Regions from separate parts of the Mus musculus genome. Here region 1 is linked to region 2. Evidence: chromatin contacts called from public Hi-C data. All regions are on one chromosome and are shown on one strand. Each heading gives the region's core, a stretch centred on a gene start, on an enhancer-like site or on the middle of the called end of the contact. The rest is flanking DNA. Distances are from core to core; before and after follow the strand shown.

Region 1 (4,626 bases), core at 1,366-3,865, 56 kb before region 2:
TGCCCTTCAGCTAATCTCTGGGGCACAAGATTCAGAACTGATCTGGGAGCGGGGGAGGCGCTGTGATCACCGGGGCCCACGGCACCTTGGTAGCAGCCTGCACAGCAGCTGAGGCAGCGATGTTGAGGCTCCGCTTCCCAAAACTGAGCATGGTTTCATAGCTGCGCTCCTTTGCCTGCACGATACACGCGTCGATCTCCTGCAGACCCAGGGCGGAGAGCTCAGATCAACGAAAGAACCACCGTCTTTGCAGACCCCAAGAAGCCACTGGTTGTCATAATCCCATGAGCCCTACCCAGGACCCAGGAGCCACAGATTTAGGTTCAGAACAACTGAAAGCAGGACTCCCCAACTACACACCCTCTCCACAACTTAGTGGGTGTCCCTTCCATTCTTCCATGCCCACGTCAACTTCCTGCTGGCTTGTCATAACCCTAAAGGTCGTCCATATGTATCATCCAGGTGGATGGGGAAAGCCAACCCCTTTCACAGTCCCACAGCAAAACTATAGAGGGACAGGGAATAAGACCCAGGCACCTCTGGCTGCCTGAACCTGAGATACAGGGCTTTCGCTCTGACACACTGCCCTGACACACCCTCCTGTTTCTGCTCTATCTCCCTCAGAGGTACCTTCTCATGGCGGGATAGGGATGGGTGGACAAACTTTCGGTAAAGCAGGCTGGCCCCCTTGGTGTAAGGTGAGAGCAGCCACAGCACAAAAGCCATCTTGAACTCGTAATAAAACGGGAACCTGTGTGTAAGCAAGGGGAGGGGTTTGTGTGAGCCAGAGGCCAGGTGGTGGTGGTGGTGGTGGTGAGGCCCTTCCCAACCCCATGGCCTGCCAATCCTTGGGCCGGACCAGGAAATGAAGATGTCTGTGAAGGTTTCTGCTGCCATGAAGATCGCAAAGACAATCCAATACATCATCCACCGTACCTGTGGGTCAGAGTGCAGAGCTCAGCTCACGAGCCTAAGCCGCCAGGACCCGCCCCCAGCCTGCCCAACCCAGAGATTCCTCAAAGCCAGTCCCACTGCATTGCTGGCTACAGTTTCCCACATCTGCTTAGACAGGAGCCCCTGAGAAACTGCCTTCCGTTCCAGTGCCCCCCCCCCCAGCATGCTTCGCCCACGAGATCCTCCATGGCTATTGTTAATAATGGCTGGCCTTCCTTCCACTAGACCACTCTACTTGAGATCTGTTCCACCATCGATCGAGCCCCTGGAGTCTGACAGGCCAGGCCCTCCAGCATCACCAAGTCCTACCACCTCCCTGACCATTCCTCAATGTTGTCGTCTACCCCACTCTTTGCACTCACATATTCTCGAATGTTCTTGCTCTTCACGGCCTTGTAGGAAGCATACGCAGGATACAGCATGCCAAATATGAGCCTGGAACAGCAGTCACAGGAAGTGTGAGGGGACCATGCCCCACCCTCTCCCTGCCAGGTGGCTGCTCCCCCTGACCTGGGTGCGAGATGGCAGTGCCTGCCCTGTTTTTCCCGCTTGGCTTGCACAACCCTGGGTGCCTGAGTCAGTGCCCCGGAGGCTGCCTCCCCACCCGGCTGTTTACAAACATACCAAGCCTGCCTAGGCCTGCGCTGGTGGCCCATGGGTACAGGACAGACTGAGAACACACAAGGTGGGTGAGAACACTAGGCTGTCCGCTCCCACTACACGTAATCAGGCCCAGGACCACCAGCATGCAGTGAGGGACATTTGAGCCAGGTATTGGGATATCCAAAAGTGAGGTGCAGGCTGCAGAAGCTGAAGCTAGGGTGGTGGGTCATGTGGCTGCTCAGATGGGAAGGAGGCACCTAGATTCTCCGCCCACAGCAGTACCTAATCACCTTCTCACAGGACTGTAGGTGGTAAAAGCCCTGAGCCCTAGCAGCACCTGTCTGCAGGAAGGGTCTCTGTCAGACCAGAAGGCTGCAGGGTGGAAACAAGGTATGCAGTGACCAGGTCCCACTTCAGACCCCCAGGACCGTTAAGTGTGTGCTGGGAAACGGGGTCATGAAGTCTTTAAATTTTCCCTTCTTTACAAACGTCCCCAGTTTCCACCCAAAGGCAGGTTGGCATCCTGGGACAAAAGGGAGGGGGGAGGTGTCTCACAGTGACCATACTCACACTACCAGGCGACAGATCATCCAGGACACCATCCTGACAGCCTAGGGGGATGACCCCAAGAGACAAGCGGAGGGACGCTCACTCAGGAGCTGGGACAAGGGGGTGAGTGGTGCTGCAGTACACCTCTCCCTCGGTGTAGGCGGAGATCACCACCCCTGACTTCGACCCCGCAGTGCGGGGAGCCAGGAGAACCCGGAACCAGGGGACCGAGGGCCTAGCAGAGGAAGCCGCCTTGTGATCGAGGCGGGAGGGCGCGTCCCTCCGCCTCGCCGAATCCTGGCGGCTCAGTCCCACAATTCCTGCCGCGGAGAACCGTTCGTCCCCCGTCGAGGGCGGCGCTGCTGGTCTCGGGTCCGGGTGGCAGGCCGGACCTCAGCTCTCACCTGCCGCCCGGGTGGCAGAGCGCCCGACCACCTGCACCGGTCTCGGGGCGGAGTTTGTAACTCACTTAAAAGTTGCACGGAACCAGATCCTGCCCAACCCCAGCGCTCAAGCTCCAGGCGCAGGCGCAATGGAGCCCTCAGAGGGGCGGGACGAGGTCAGGGAGACAAAAGGACCGTCTCTTAAAGCGGCGATGCTCGGCGCACTTCGGAGGTGGGGCCGCCGGTCGAATAGTCTTCTGAAAGGTTGGCAGGTGGACAGATAGGGAGGAAAAAAACAAAACAAAAAACAAAACAAAACAAAACAAAACAAAAAAACCCCGAACTGCTAGCTAGGTGTGGGTGGCGCACAGGAGTCTCTGAGGTGGAGACAGGAGAATTATCAGTGAGGCTGGATTACAGGTGTATCATCAATACACTGTTGCAAACAAACAAAAGGAAAGGAGAGGAAATAAAAGACAACTCGAGAGTGTTCCTCGGATGCCTTTTTATCATTTCTCCATCTCTGTAAAATGGGATAGAGAATGAAATGAGTGGTTGGCCCACAGGAAGCACGTTCTGATCTGATCTTACCTTCGCAGAAGTCCAGCTGACTGACCATGCTAGAAAGGAGGGAAGAGTGGGATTGGAGAATCACCCTTCTGACAGCTTCAGGACTCCACTTGTTTCTAAAGCATCTTTCCACGATCCATATACCTGGGCATTCTGACCCCAGTGTCTTAGAGACTGAGTGATGATCCGGGTTCACCCCGGATCTTCTTTCCTAGAATTTTGAAAACCCACCTGTTTCTGAGACAGGAATAGAGATATCCCAGAAAATTCTAAAATCAACACTTGCTGTTTTGTGCTTCTTGTTGTTGTTGTGCGAAATGATGGAATTGTTGAAGCGTCTTCTTATTAGATTGGCCACACTGGCTATCTATAACATTTGACAAACTTAGATATATCATTACTGTCATCGTCATCATCGTTAGTACCTTAGTTTCTTCATCATCATCATCATCGTAGGGTTTTTGTTTTTGGTTTTTTTTGAGACATTGTTTCTCTTTGTACCCCTGGCTGTCCTGGAACTCTATCTGTAGATCAGGCTGGCCTTGAATTCAGAGATCTACCTGCCTATGCCTTTCAAGTGCGCGCACATACACACACACCCCAAAAACCAAACAGAACCATGGAGTCTGATTTGTGATGGCCAACTACTCCTGAGCATGGGACCTACCCTGGAGTATAGTTAATATACCCAGTGCAGCTCCATTGGAGAAGACTAACTTTCCCTTTTCCAGCAGATATCAGTTTCGAATAGCTTCATGGCTAGGGATGAGAGAGACTTTGTGCCCACTTCCCCTCCTCTGTGCTGGTCTTTGTGTCTGGCTTGAGCTTATGCAGGGCGAGTGTACGCTGCCACAGTCTCTGAATTCATGTGTGCATCTGCCCATTTGGTCTGGAAAAGATTGTTTCTGTGGAGGCATCCACCACCCCTGCTTTTTACAGTCTGTCTGTCCCTACTTTTGCAGAGATCCCGGAGCCTCGAAGGGAGGGCTGGGAGACATCCCGTTGAGGTCTGACTGCTCCGAAGTGGCTCAGTCTCTTTATGTTGTCCAACTGTGGGTCTCTGTCAGCGATTACTGCAAAGAGAAGCATTTCCGATTTACCCACGGCCTTAATCTTTGCAAAGATCTTTAAAAAAAAATTTAAGAAATGTCCTCAGGGGGCTGGAGAGATGACTCAGCTGTTAGGAGCACTGGCTGCTCTTCCAGAGGACCAGGATTCAATTCCCAGAACCCACATGGTGGCTCACAACTGTCTGTAGCTCCAATTCCAGGGGATCAGGCACCTTCAGACACAAATGAAAGCAAAACACCAGTGTACATGAAATAAAAGTAAATAAGTCCTTTAAAAGAAAAAAAGAAATGTGCTTTTGAAGTAAATGGCCCAATGTTACCGAGCAGTATATATTGCTGGCCAGTGGCTAAATGTGTGTGTGTGGCATGGTCAAATCTCTTGGGAATCAGCAACAGCCAGCTACAAGTGGCCCTGGTGGGGGGGGGGGTCACAAAGAAGTTAACTCTGGTAAGATGAATACTCCTCCAAGAGGGGAGGAGGCTACAAAGGAGAAAGA
Region 2 (4,149 bases), core at 406-2,905:
CGGTGTGAGGGTGAGTGCCCCACTATCCAGAGCTATTGGCTTCTTTCCTGTATCCTTGGTCAAGCAAAGTTCGGGACAAGCTAGAGAGGTTCTCTAGTGCCATTCTCAGCCATGAATGAGAAAGATGTCCTACAAGTCAGCCCCCAGAACACTGGCAGGGTGTGATACACACTGGCGTTAGGGGCTTTCATTCTGACTGCTTTGTTAATATTGATCTTGACCTGGTAATTGATGTCACCACCTTTCAAAAGGGTCGTGATCCACAGTTTAATGCCACTGTTTGCGGAGTCTCAGACTGTATGCTAGTGGCAACACTTCAGGATAGCAGTTCCAGATCAGGCTGGTCTTACTGCCTTGGGCCAGCTCCTCTGGATGCCTCCCAGGACTGCCCATTTATACACATTTTCCAGGCCCTTCTGTGTCCCCTCCCATCAGATTCCTGGACCATCTTCCAGAAGAGGAAGTAGAAATGATTATATACACACACCCTTCTGCTCTTAAAATTTGGGCTCACCTTCCAAGGCCCCTACTATCTGCCCCATGCCTCCAAATTGTGGTCCCACAGACTCACATCTCCCTTTGACTGCTGCCCAACCTTGAGCCCCTAGAGTGGGGACTCCTGGTGGGTGATGCCACCTCCCTTGTCCCTCCAGCTGCCTGTGGTGGATTCCTCACCAAGCTCAATGGCTCCATCACCAGCCCCGGTTGGCCCAAAGAGTACCCTCCCAACAAAAACTGCATCTGGCAGTTGGTGGCCCCCACCCAGTACCGTATCTCCCTGCAATTTGACTTCTTCGAGACTGAGGGCAATGATGTAAGTGCCTCTGGAGCCAAGGTGGGTAGGAAGGTGGGGTGTAGGGGCTTGGCTCAGTGCCTGCCTCCTACCACTGGGAGAATTAGATAATAGGGCTCTGAGAACAGAAACTTCCCAGTACACAGAAGCTCAGAGGGCTTGCGGGGTCGCAAAGGAGGCTCTGCAGATGAGGGTGGACATTAGTTGGAAGCCTGTGGAATGAGGAAGGGCTTGGGGCCAGCTGCCCTGGGGCTCTGCGGTACACACAGCAGCGTTTTGTTGGGGAGCGCAGATGCTTAGCCTGACACTTTCCCAGGGAGTGAGTAGTCCGGAGAGAGGCAGCCTCCAGAGCTAGGCTCTCCTGCAGGTGTGCAAGTACGACTTTGTGGAGGTGCGCAGCGGACTCACGGCGGACTCTAAGCTGCATGGCAAGTTCTGCGGCTCCGAGAAGCCAGAGGTCATCACTTCCCAGTACAACAATATGCGTGTGGAGTTCAAGTCTGACAATACTGTGTCCAAAAAGGGCTTCAAGGCCCACTTCTTCTCAGGTAACTCTGGAGTCCTTGCTCTCTAGCCCCACCTCCCCAAAACTGGAGCTCCCCCGCCTTCCCTGGTCTCCTAAGCCCCCTGTCTCCCCAACTTATTATCCTCCATCAGTACAGCCCCTGGGGCATCTGAATATCTTTATTGGGTAGCCTTTAAAATCTTAGTTATGCCAGGCCTAGGGAGGGGCAGAGCATTTAAGTGCAGAAATGAGGAGGCTGGCAAGCCAAGGCCTGAAAGGGGAGGTCCTAGGACAGGGAGTTCAATTGCCTGAGAACACGGGGATAGAGAAGAGGGAGGTGTCTGCCTTGGACTGTGTCGGGCAGTTCATCTTGCTGCAGCTGCACTTCTAATCAGGCACCGCCCACCCAAGCCCACTGGGTTCATGCCAGGCCTTCCCAAAAGAGGAGTCGCCTCTGCCCTTTCATAACAAAACTGCCCATTCCCCTGCCCGTGGAAGGCCTGGCTTCATCCATCCCTTAGCTTTATCTGGCCATTTTGCAGTCCCTCTCTGGGTGGTCCAAACCCAGCCTTCCCAAGCTGGACCTCTAGGGTCTTGGGAGACCTCTCCCCTGCTCTAGGAATCCCTAAGTCTTTGGCCCCTCAGGCCAGTAGGAGGTCAGGAGCAAAAGGGCCCAGACTCAGCAGTGAATGGTGGAAATGCTCTCCAGTGGGGTGTGGAGAGAGCAGGAAGCCAGTGGGCAGGCTGGAGCAGGTGGCTCATGGAAGGGTGGGTTAGGGACCTTCAGCCTGACTTCTCCTGGCGGGGTGGACGTAGGGTGGGCAGAACCAGGAAGCCCATGACTTCGTCCATGCTGCCTCCCTTCTCCCCTCCTTACCCAGGGTCCTGCATCCTTCAGCCCCCTATGTGGCTGCCCTGCACCCTTGCCTGTCCCACCCGGATGCCATGCACCTGTCCCCGTGCACTGGTTCCCTGCTTGGCACTGCCAGCTGCCCTGCTCTGCTTAACATGTTCTGTTGAGCCATTGACCCCAGTCCCCTGTCCCATCGCTTGCTGAGACCCTCTCCGTGTAACACCAAGCCCATCCTTCCCTAGGCCCACTTAGACCAAAAAAAAAAAAAAATAGTCCTTTCCAGAGGGCTGAGGGGATAGAATACCTACCACAGTGTCCTTCTTAGAGAAACCATTACCTGCTTACTCTTGTCTGTCTCTGCCCTTCTGCTGCTCCAGTCTTGGAGAGGATATGGGGGATACCGGTGTTTGTTTGGAGCCTCTGCCTTGTCTCCCTACTACATAGTACTCAACACCATGCAAGGGATGTACATGCATGTACATGTGCTCACAACATATGCATACACACATGCGTGCACACAATATGCATTGCCCCTTGCACAAGAAACCTGCAGAGGACTCTCATCGATGGGCATCAGAGTTCAGCCTCGGGGCCTGGGGCATGTGACTCTGGCCCTCAGGAGGGGGCTGTATGGACTATTGGGACACCCATCGAGGAGACCCTAAGACAAGAAGGAGAAGCAAGACCCTGAAGACCTTCAGTCTGACCCCAGCACCTCCGGGGCATTTGGGCACTGTAGGGTGAGTGCCATCTCCTTGTTGGGGTCTGTGCCACCTCCCTTGCCCCGGTCCCCTGCAATGTCTTCTCCAGTCACAGAATGGGCCGTTCACTCTTCAGGGTGGGCCAGAGCCCCCTCCCAGATGTTCAGGCAGCCATCCACAGAACTGACATCCACACATTACTTTAGTCTTTCACTTACCCATCCACTCATTGGATTAACAGTTTTCTTTTGCCCCACCTGTGTCCCAAGCACTGGACTAGATATTTGGGAGAGCATACATGAAGAAGGCACGAGGGTCCAAACATACTAGGGAAGCCATGGCTTACTTCGTGAGCTGAGCTCCCTGGAGCTCCTACCAGAGTCTCAGGAGAGGCACACCATAGGGCCTGTCTCACAGACGGGTACAATGGCAGCTCTCTCGGTCAGGCTCTGCTCTCCTGAGGAGGAGCCTCTGGCAAGGGGCTTGACAACTCTACCTCAAGTCTAGCCCACCTGAGCATGAAATAGGGCCTTCTGGGAGTCAGGGCTACAGCCCTCAGGGTCCTGCCCTCAGCTTAGGAACTGTCCACTTACCACAAAGCTGCCTTGTCAGTGGAATGCCAACAGCCATCTTCCCACTTCGTGGCTCATCTCTGGAATTCTGGGTGTAATTGGGATCCACACACTTGTCCTGAGTGCCTGCTCCTATGCTAGGCACGTGGGCTTAGAACAATGGTGTGGCACACAGAAGTCTGTAACTGTGTGCCTGTGTGTGCCTGTCAGCATGCGAGCAGCTCTACGTGAAATGCCCACATGATGGGCTTGAACACACTCTGCATATATGTGTGTCTGAATTCACTTTGGGTCCTTGTGTCACCGTGTATGCAGGTTTCTCCGTCTTCCTATATGTGTCTGCTCCTGCCCGTGCGTTTCTCTCTCTGTATGCTTCCACACACATATAGAGTAGGTCACATGGGTCTTGTGTGTACACCCACACACAGATGGTTGTGTGTGCATGACTATGGCTTTGTGTCTGAGCCTTCGTGGTATACTATAGGTGTCTGCCTCTGTGTGTGTGTGTGTGTGTGTGTGTGTGTGTGTGTGTGTGTGTGTGTGATACCTAACATGTATACATGTTTACCTGTGTTTCCATGTTTGTACAGCAGACCTTTCATGTACAGGGCTGTGTTTACGGTTGTGTTCTTGGGTGTGCATGTCTGTTTCTCACACACTCTGTAGGCAGCTGTCACAAGGAGGGTGAGCAGTGAGCCCTTTCCACCGCTCCCCTCTACTCTGAG

Evidence for each region. A called contact is a pair of places that touch in the nucleus more often than the background predicts.
Region 1: a contact with region 2 is called in a Hi-C map of the G1E-ER4 cell line, with 3 times the contacts expected there. The contact joins the promoter of Reep4 here to the enhancer-like site in region 2. A contact is called at or near these places in 17 of 39 promoter capture datasets (the 3T3-L1 cell line, 3T3-L1-derived adipocytes, the C10 cell line and 12 more), 11 of 15 datasets of contacts at CTCF or cohesin (CD8 T cells, the NIH/3T3 cell line, embryonic stem cells and 5 more), 174 of 484 Hi-C or Micro-C datasets (the 3T3-L1 cell line, 3T3-L1-derived adipocytes, the 63-12 cell line and 97 more), 28 of 115 datasets of contacts at active chromatin or transcription factors (the 230-238 cell line, the HPC-7 cell line, the NIH/3T3 cell line and 19 more) and 5 of 9 other capture datasets (adipose tissue, embryonic stem cells, embryonic tail and 2 more).

Annotation. Positions count from the first base shown.
Region 1 is chr14:70,543,240-70,547,865 of GRCm38.p6, reverse strand. Reep4 (receptor accessory protein 4) reads right to left here and starts at 2,615. Exons shown (of 8, transcript NM_180588.2): 1 at 2,128-2,615; 2 at 1,317-1,389; 3 at 860-936; 4 at 631-751; 5 at 86-199. The coding sequence starts at 2,159.
Region 2 is chr14:70,487,212-70,491,360 of GRCm38.p6, reverse strand. Bmp1 (bone morphogenetic protein 1) reads left to right here. Exons shown (of 20, transcript NM_009755.3): 13 at 1-10; 14 at 654-814; 15 at 1,161-1,341. Among named protein-coding and RNA genes, the nearest start is that of Gm52136, 16 kb to the left of the region's middle. Within about 2 kb of position 1,655, at least 16 of the 459 cell types and tissues checked have an H3K27ac peak or open chromatin away from gene starts, as enhancers often do. A contact at or near this core is called in the G1E-ER4 cell line, erythroblasts, megakaryocyte-erythroid progenitors and 3 more, where this site is marked.